Linked DNA regions of Zea mays: all the other regions are linked to region 1. Evidence: chromatin contacts called from public Hi-C data. All regions are on one chromosome and are shown on one strand. Each heading gives the region's core, a stretch centred on a gene start, on an enhancer-like site or on the middle of the called end of the contact. The rest is flanking DNA. Distances are from core to core; before and after follow the strand shown.

Evidence for each region. A called contact is a pair of places that touch in the nucleus more often than the background predicts.
Region 2: a Hi-C map of ear shows a contact between it and region 1, with 1.9 times the contacts expected there. The contact joins the promoter of LOC100274113 here to the promoter of LOC114574129 in region 1. A contact is called at or near these places in 2 of 25 Hi-C or Micro-C datasets (ear and endosperm).
Region 3: a Hi-C map of ear shows a contact between it and region 1, with 2.2 times the contacts expected there. The contact joins the promoter of LOC100383405 here to the promoter of LOC114574129 in region 1. A contact is called at or near these places in 3 of 25 Hi-C or Micro-C datasets (ear, endosperm and tassel).

What each region holds. Positions count from the first base shown.
Region 1 is chr9:93,627,296-93,630,281 of Zm-B73-REFERENCE-NAM-5.0, forward strand. It overlaps LOC114574129, which reads left to right and starts at 1,458. Exons shown (of 6, transcript NM_001369616.1): 1 at 1,458-1,627; 2 at 1,753-1,780; 3 at 1,866-1,980; 4 at 2,881-2,986. The coding sequence starts at 2,883. LOC100191515 reads left to right here and starts at 1,466. Exons shown (of 8, transcript NM_001136947.1): 1 at 1,466-1,627; 2 at 1,753-1,780; 3 at 1,866-1,980.
Region 2 is chr9:93,976,950-93,979,935 of Zm-B73-REFERENCE-NAM-5.0, forward strand. LOC100274113 reads left to right here and starts at 1,518. Exons shown (of 2, transcript NM_001148492.1): 1 at 1,518-2,794. The coding sequence starts at 1,543.
Region 3 is chr9:93,357,854-93,360,839 of Zm-B73-REFERENCE-NAM-5.0, forward strand. It overlaps LOC100383405 (putative coatomer beta subunit family protein), which reads right to left and starts at 1,396. Exons shown (of 25, transcript NM_001362077.1): 1 at 1,315-1,396; 2 at 1,018-1,038; 3 at 859-920; 4 at 698-752. The coding sequence starts at 1,317.

The DNA.
Region 1 (2,986 bases), core at 208-2,707:
TATGAACGTATATGCATTTTAATAGATTCATCTACATATTCCTTTAATTGATCTCCTCGTTGATCCATGAAAGTCGTAAGAGATAGATCTAGAGCACTTACAACAGGATCCTGAAGCGGAGGTAGGAGAGATTCCATAACTATCTCCCCTAGATGGATGATCATCTGGTGGTGATCCAACGTGAAGTGTGACAAGTACTTTTCTGCCGCCTCTTTGCGGTGTTCGGTGAGTTTATGTAGCAGTTTCGCCTCCTCCTTGTCGCGTTGTTCGTTCCATTGCCGCTTCACCTCCTTCTCATCGCGCTTCACGAGGTCCTCAAAGGGTCTTTGGTCATCAGCGGGGAGTGCCTCCATGGCCAGCTTGATGATGTTGGTGATGGAGACCTTGGTGTGATCCTTGGAACCGACCATCTGTGGGCCGATTTTTAGTAGATCTAGACACCCTTGTCCCCAGCGGAGTCGCCAAAAAGTGTGTTGGCACTGATCCGGGTGCCAAACACGGGAACGGGCCGCCTAGCGGGGCTCTCTGTGGAGGAGCGGACGATCTGCGACTTGGTGCAGGAGCGGCTCCTCCTCTGCACACTTCCGGATGGTCCGCGCTTGAGGCCGAACGGTCTGCGATAGCTCAGAGGGTCTTCTTCTTCGCGAAGAACCCTAGAACTCGCCCTGTGAGAGTTCCCATCGAGGGGGAGAGTTCCAAGGGGTTGCTCCAGGTCGACAGGCCGCCCGATGCTCGTCTAATCGGCGTAGAGTCGAGTAGAGATTGTTGTGGAAGACTAAACCAGATCTAATCCTAAGGCTAAATTACTCCTACTCCTAGGAATTGGAAAAACGAAATGATAAACTGATAAATAGATTTGACTTGATCGATTGTGGGGGTTCAATCGGTCGTAGCCCTTCATCTATATAAAGGGGAGGTCTGGATCTGCTATAAGTCGTTCTCCCAGGTAATCCCACGGTTTTAGCTAACAAACGTAGCAAGAAACTCGGAACACTAATTGGCTCTGTGCGCGCACGGACCATTCCCCTGCCTATTTTGGTGCTCCACACATACATGAACATGATAAGATGCTTCCCTACGTAATATATTTATGTGTAACATTTTTTTATAAGAATGTATGGCTACCAAAATCAAAATTAGCATGTAAAGAATATGTTGGTACACCGATGTTTCTACTTGCCTTCTATGTAAAAAACATGCAAAGACTAGTTTGGAAACTTCATTTTTTATATTGGATTTATATTTTTCCAAGAGAAAATAAAGTAATTTTCCTTAAGGACTAGTTTGGCAGCAAAAAATCCAGCCGGTTTCCTGGCCTTTTCTCCTGGGAGAAAGCCCACCAGAAGATTGTCCTCGGATTATTCATGTGTGTCATTTGGCAGCCCAATCTCGTGCAGAGATTCGTCCCATTTTCCTGTCGGAAACAACCCTGGCCTTAGGAGGCCAGGCGATTCTCCGCCGCCTCGTCTCGTCTTTGCTATGCGCCACGAGCGCCTCCGCCGCTCCAACGCTCCAACGCCCTGAGCGCCTCCAACACCACTCCAACGCCACGAGCGCCTCCGCCGCTCCACCGAACAACTCCAACGCCACTCCAGCTCTTGCAGCAGTAGAACTCTACTGCAGCCAGGTACGCGTGTTTCTGAGCCAGGGGTGCAGGGGTTAAGCCGGGGTCGCGGGGGTTAGCAAAATTTCATTAATTGGTTTCTGCCGACCTGCATCTTCGTTTGATTCTGGTTTGCCTCTCTGATCCAGCTACGACACCCTGCGCTTGCCGCACTAGGTACGTTTGATTCTGGTTTCTGCCGCACAAGATCCGTTACCTCTTGGACCCGGACATCTACACCGACGACAGGATCTCCGTGCAGGGCATCGACGCCGTGCTCTTCGTGCCGGATGACGCCAAGGCCACGCAGACCGCCGACCCGAACAGGAAGCCTCCCGCCATTGTCACCCACAAGAAGAAGATCAAGCTCCGGTGAGGTTAGTACCTACCTACCTTCAGATCTGGACCTGCTCCTTTGTGTCCTCCGCCAACCCGAACAGGAAGTATCCCACCACTGCATTGTCCTTTTTTCAATAATAGCACCGAAATTTACAGCTCGTAATATCTAGATTAGGGAGGTCATTACGTCAAAAAAAAGAAGATTGGGGAGGTGTGTAGATTAGTTTCACAACTGATCGCTAGCATCAATCAATGCCAGTTCATCTATTGGTCAGAATGTTGCCGGTGAGTGATGAGTCCTGGGTAGTAGAATAAAGACGAACGCATTGGCATAAAATAGAAACAACAATTCGAGTTCCTTATTACTTTCCTATTGACATGGCCGTATTGGATTTGGAGGAAGGCATATGGGCCTGTCGGTGCCCGTCTGGACATTTTCTACCATCACTGAACTACAACTACTGTAGTTTCCGTAGGTTTTTTTATACCATGTGTGACAGATGCTCAACCTTAGTATTGGCCAACGTGAAAACATGGAGGTGAAGTGAAGCAAGTGGTAGTTGAGCATATGCTGGTGGCTGGTTGTCTTCATGAACATCTCTTTGATGGCTGACACCGTTCCTGGGACTGCAAGCCAACACTGTCCTTTAACCCATGACCCATGAGCAACAATTTCTTCTTTTTCATAGTTTAGGTGGAAGTATCATGCCGAAGCCTTAGTCACGTCCTTGCTTTGTTGTCCTTGTTTTCATAGTTTAGGTCGAGTGGTAGCTAATTAAATTGGTTATGGGTACAGGTAGGGCAAGGCCGAATTGTGTGCCTTGTAGGGAAAATAACAATCGTTGGTAGTATTACAAACTGCAGAAATTCCATGTTTTGCATTATCTCCATGTTTTGCATGATTAAGATCCTTATAAGAGCTATCTCCACTTCTCTAGATATGGGTTCTTGGGAGAAGCAAGTTAGACAATTTTTGTTAGATGAGGAAGAAGACGATGATGAGTTGTTCTTTGTTATTCTCCCTGCTATAATTCCATACCTCTC
Region 2 (2,986 bases), core at 268-2,767, 350 kb after region 1:
CTCGTGGCGCTGTCGGTCGGGACGGCCCAGCCGGCCGCGGCGCTGTCGCCGGACGGCAAGGCGCTGCTGTCGCTGCTGCCCGGCGCGGCGCCGTCGCCCGTGCTGCCGTCGTGGGACCCCAGGGCCGCGACGCCGTGCTCGTGGCAGGGGGTCACGTGCTCGCCGCAGAGCCGGGTGGTGTCCCTCTCGCTGCCCGACACCTTCCTCAACCTGTCCTCGCTGCCGCCGGCCCTCGCCACGCTCTCCTCGCTGCAGCTGCTCAACCTCTCCGCCTGCAACGTCTCCGGCGCCATCCCGCCCTCGTACGCGTCGCTCTCCGCGCTGCGGGTCCTCGACCTCTCCTCCAACGCGCTCACCGGCGACATCCCCGACGGGCTCGGCGCGCTCTCGGGGCTCCAGTTCCTGCTCCTCAACTCCAACCGTCTCACCGGCGGCATCCCGCGCTCGCTCGCCAACCTCTCCGCGCTCCAGGTGCTCTGCGTCCAGGACAACCTCCTCAACGGCACCATACCGGCCTCGCTGGGCGCGCTCGCCGCGCTCCAGCAGTTCCGCGTCGGCGGCAACCCGGCGCTGTCGGGCCCCATCCCGGCCTCGCTCGGCGCGCTCTCCAACCTCACCGTCTTCGGCGCCGCGGTCACCGCGCTCTCCGGTCCCATCCCCGAGGAGTTCGGCAGCCTCGTCAACCTCCAGACGCTGGCATTGTACGACACCAGCGTGTCCGGGTCTATACCCGCCGCGCTCGGCGGCTGCGTCGAGCTGCGCAACCTCTACCTTCACATGAACAAGCTCACCGGCCCGATACCGCCGGAGCTCGGGAGGCTGCAGAAGCTCACCAGTCTGCTCCTCTGGGGCAACGCCCTCTCCGGGAAGATCCCGCCGGAGCTATCCAACTGCTCCGCATTGGTGGTGCTCGACCTGTCGGGCAACCGGCTTACCGGCGAGGTGCCCGGGGCGCTCGGCCGGCTCGGCGCGCTCGAGCAGCTGCACCTATCGGACAACCAGCTCACGGGGCGCATACCGCCGGAGCTCAGCAACCTGAGCAGCCTCACCGCCTTGCAGCTCGACAAGAACGGCTTCTCTGGCGCGATCCCGCCGCAGCTTGGAGAGCTGAAGGCGCTGCAGGTGCTGTTCCTCTGGGGCAACGCGCTGTCTGGCGCGATCCCGCCGTCCCTGGGCAACTGCACCGACCTGTACGCGCTGGACCTGTCAAAGAACCGCTTCTCCGGCGGCATCCCCGACGAGGTGTTCGGGCTGCAGAAGCTCAGCAAGCTGCTCCTCCTGGGCAACGAGCTCTCCGGTCCGCTGCCCCCGAGCGTCGCCAACTGCTTATCATTGGTGCGCCTCCGGCTCGGCGAGAACAAGCTCGTGGGCCAGATACCCAGAGAGATCGGCAAGCTGCAGAACCTGGTGTTCCTGGACCTGTACTCAAACAGGTTCACCGGCAAGCTGCCAGGCGAGCTCGCCAACATCACGGTGCTGGAGTTGCTGGACGTGCACAACAACAGCTTCACCGGTGGCATCCCGCCGCAGTTTGGGGAGCTCATGAACCTAGAGCAGCTCGACCTGAGCATGAACGAGCTCACCGGCGAGATACCGGCGAGCTTTGGTAACTTCAGCTACCTCAACAAGCTGATCCTCAGCGGCAACAATCTGTCCGGGCCATTGCCCAAGTCGATTCGGAACCTGCAGAAACTGACAATGCTGGACCTGAGCAACAACAGCTTCTCCGGCCCCATACCGCCGGAGATCGGCGCGCTGTCGAGCCTGGGCATCAGCCTGGACCTGAGCTTGAACAAGTTCGTCGGCGAGCTGCCTGACGAGATGTCCGGTTTGACGCAGCTGCAGTCCCTCAACCTCGCGAGCAATGGCCTCTACGGCAGCATCTCGGTCCTTGGTGAGCTCACCAGCCTGACTTCCCTCAACATCTCGTACAACAACTTCTCTGGCGCCATCCCAGTGACGCCGTTCTTCAAGACATTGTCGTCCAACTCCTATATTGGTAATGCCAACCTCTGTGAGTCCTACGACGGGCACTCCTGTGCGGCGGACACGGTTCGCAGGTCTGCCCTGAAGACGGTCAAGACCGTGATTCTCGTCTGCGGCGTTCTGGGGTCGGTGGCGCTGCTGCTTGTTGTGGTTTGGATTCTGATCAACAGGAGCAGGAAGCTGGCCAGCCAGAAGGCGATGAGCTTGTCTGGTGCTTGTGGTGATGATTTCTCCAACCCCTGGACGTTTACGCCGTTCCAGAAGCTTAACTTCTGCATCGACCACATCTTGGCATGCCTAAAGGACGAGAACGTGATCGGCAAAGGTTGCTCGGGGGTGGTGTACAGAGCTGAGATGCCGAACGGGGACATCATCGCAGTGAAGAAGCTCTGGAAGGCCGGCAAGGACGAGCCGATCGACGCCTTTGCAGCTGAGATCCAGATTTTGGGGCACATCAGACACCGGAACATCGTGAAGCTACTCGGCTACTGCTCTAACAGGTCTGTCAAGCTCCTGCTTTACAACTACATCCCCAACGGCAACCTGCTGGAGCTCCTGAAGGAGAACAGGAGCCTGGACTGGGACACGAGGTACAAGATCGCCGTCGGGACGGCGCAGGGCCTGGCCTACCTGCACCACGACTGCATTCCAGCGATACTCCACAGGGATGTCAAGTGCAACAACATACTGCTCGATTCCAAGTATGAGGCCTACTTGGCTGATTTTGGGCTGGCCAAGCTGATGAACTCCCCAAATTACCATCACGCCATGTCACGCATTGCCGGTTCTTATGGATACATTGCTCCAGGTAAGCTAGTTTTTTTTGCTGTTACTGTTAATCAGCATTTAGCTGTTCTTATTTCTTCAGCAATTAGACGTAGTAGTGTACAAGAACAGCAACCCTAATTAATGCCACAGGTCAGTAGTTCTTTGGTAATGCTGCTGCTAAGCGAGAATCTTTGACCTGTGGTTGCTTCTAGCAACCTTAACCTTGTTCTTC
Region 3 (2,986 bases), core at 146-2,645, 270 kb before region 1:
TATCGACACATCACAACAAAATTATTCACTTCCATAATATATGTATGTACTCTGCACATGTGAAGGGAAAGGGCTGAAAATACATTGGTCTTAGGTTGCAGCCATTTAAAAGTCATATATCGTATTTTCCGTAAACAAGCTGTAAATAACAAATATGCACTGTGAGAAGTGTTTTAACTGGGAGCTGGCTGGCGCTAAAGGTATTGCTGCCCTAAGAGCAGTTTCTCAGATTTTCCAAGGGGCCGTGTTGGTCAGTGTTTAATTTGTGTTGTCTGTGTTCTTGGTCATGTTGTGTTGTATGTGTTTGTATGTTGTTTTGTATGGGCTCTTGCCCTTTTTTCCCCTCTCTTAGGAGGTGTTTGAATGCACTAGAACTAATAGTTAGTTGGCTAAAAATTGGTGGTGGAATTAGCTAGCTAACAAATAGGTACATAACTATTAAATAATTTACCAAAAATAGCTAATAGTTGAACTATTAGCTAGAGTGTTTGGATGTTTCAACTAATTTTAGCCACTAACTATTAGTTTTAGTGCATTCAAACACTCCCTTAATATAAAGATATGCACCTCCTGCGTGTTTGATAAAACCGTAACAAATATGAGCTCATGGAAACTAACAAAAAATGTCATGTAAACTAGTTGGTGAAAAGTTTAGAGCGTTATCTAACTAACTCAAAAAAAGATACGGGCTTCCTACCTGAGTCTGGTAGTTCCAGATGCAGACACTGCCAGAATAAAGACTTGACATGATCCTGCACCAAACAGAAGCCCATTATTCTGGAAATCCAACACTCGGGACGCTATGCACAGTAAATTATTGCAGCAATTAGCCAACACAAAAGGCACCAGCAAATGTACCATGGTTCCGTGGGATGCAGGTCCACGGACTTGACCCTCTCCGACCTCTGCGCGAGCTTCCTCTGATCAAGCAAAATACAAGTCACCATTAGAAGAACGACGTCAACAGTGACAACAAAAGACACTGCCAAATTAAGAGCCAGGTATTCTCGAAATAACCTTGATCTCTAACTGGAGCGGCTGCGTCATCATCCACACCAGCAACGATCAATAAAAACAAACACACAGAAGACAACACAAGTCAGCACACGCATAGCATGTAATATGTCCGAACCCCAGATCCACGCACCAAAAAAAGGATTTGAATGGGGATCTCGGCTCGGAAAGCATCAATGCGTCCAGCGGGATATGAAGTGACAAGGTCGCATCGGGATCTAGCGTTTTTCGCGAAGCGGACTGCAGGCCGGGACAGACCGACCAGCAGGCGCGCAGATACTGGTGGCGAGAGGAAGTTACCATTGCGACGTCGTAGGTTCCGGCGCCGGTGGGGTGTATATGGGGGCTGTTAGAATACCCTCTCACCCTCTGTCCGAGAGGCGGAGGGAGCCGAGGGGAGGGCAGGGCGCGAGATCGCGAGTGGAGGGAAGGGGCGAGGGAAGGAGAAGACAGTACCAGTGCCGTAACGAACGAACTTGCGGGTAAACGGGTCTGTTGCTTTTGTTTATTAGCGAAGTAAACGGGTCTCGAGATTCGGGTAAGAGCGTGACGAGGACTTCGCAGTTGATCGTGGGTCTGTGTTTGACTTTGGATGACCTCGTTGCTAAGCTACTGAAATTACATTGGACCCTAAAACTAAAATAATTTAAATAACTTTACTGATCCGACGTGTAATGGAAAGCTCCCAAATCTGTAGACAGAAATAGTTTACATCTCCACAATTACAACAAACTAGTCGGTTACCCGTGCGTTGCGACGGCTCACAACAATATCCACATAAATTATCCACTAAAAATGTCTCAAGATTTTTTATTGATTGTCTCCACTCTTCGCATAATATTTTTTATGAACGCACGGGTACCATAGACAGCAAATCAGAGACACACATCCCTCGTCTTCCTCACTTCCAAGGTTTTGTAGAGCAGGAGGGGAAGGGAAGAGGCGGACATACCTGTTCGTTACCGGAGAAAGACACGACGAAGACCTAGGCATCTGGAGGCGACATAGGTAGTATACCGCTAGATGTATAGGGAGAGAGCACGCAAAGCGGAGAAAAAGCCCAGCCGGAGCAGCTCCAAACCGAGAGGCACCCGCACCAGGCGTCAATCAGAGAAGGGCGAGAGAATGTGAGTGTCTTCCCAGCCCTGGACCCACCGAGGTGACACAACACCACCACCAACTCCGTAGGAATATGCCGACTGCTGCCACAATACGGGCCTTGGTTGTCCAATATCTCAGACCTGAACTCCTCATCGTTGAGATAACCTAAGCGTGGCATGCGCCACCATGTCCTCCTCGACGGCACGCACAGACAAAGGCTAGGAGCATGACCGAACCGCCCCATACCCGCATCGACGAGCGTCGGTCGGCTCGTAGCTGTGACCGTGGCGGGGGCAGCAGGTTGGGGAGGAAGAACAGGGCGAAGACCGGGAAGACGAACTGGACGTCCGACGACGGCGAAAACGATGGTGCGCACATGATGTGAAACTTCCTCGTGGACGTGCAATAGCTACTGCACGAGTCGGTGCCGGGGCTGGTGTCGGACGAATACGGGGAGGAGACGCATGCTCCTACGCCCTCTGCCGAGAATGGGGTGGCGCGGAGGTGGAGGCATGACCGCATGAGGGGAGAGAGAAAATAAATAGAATGACGAACGAGATGGTGGCAACTGAGGCGATGTCCATCATTATCGTGCGGAGGTATAGATGGTCAAATGGGTTGTGTCTCGCGAGTCGGCCCGAGGCACGACCCATTTAATAGTGCCTGGGCCAACCCGGCACGAGCGTCGTGCGGTGCTTGGGCCGTACCTCGGCCCGTAGTGCTGGTCCGGGGCACTGCTTTTTAATATTTTACGCTGAGTTGATTTAGAAAAAATGTAGAGACTTTTTTGTAAAAAGATGATGCGGGACGGCCGTTAAAACTGGTGCTTTAAGTATAGTAGAGACTAGCAAAGTGACCGTAAGCTTACCGT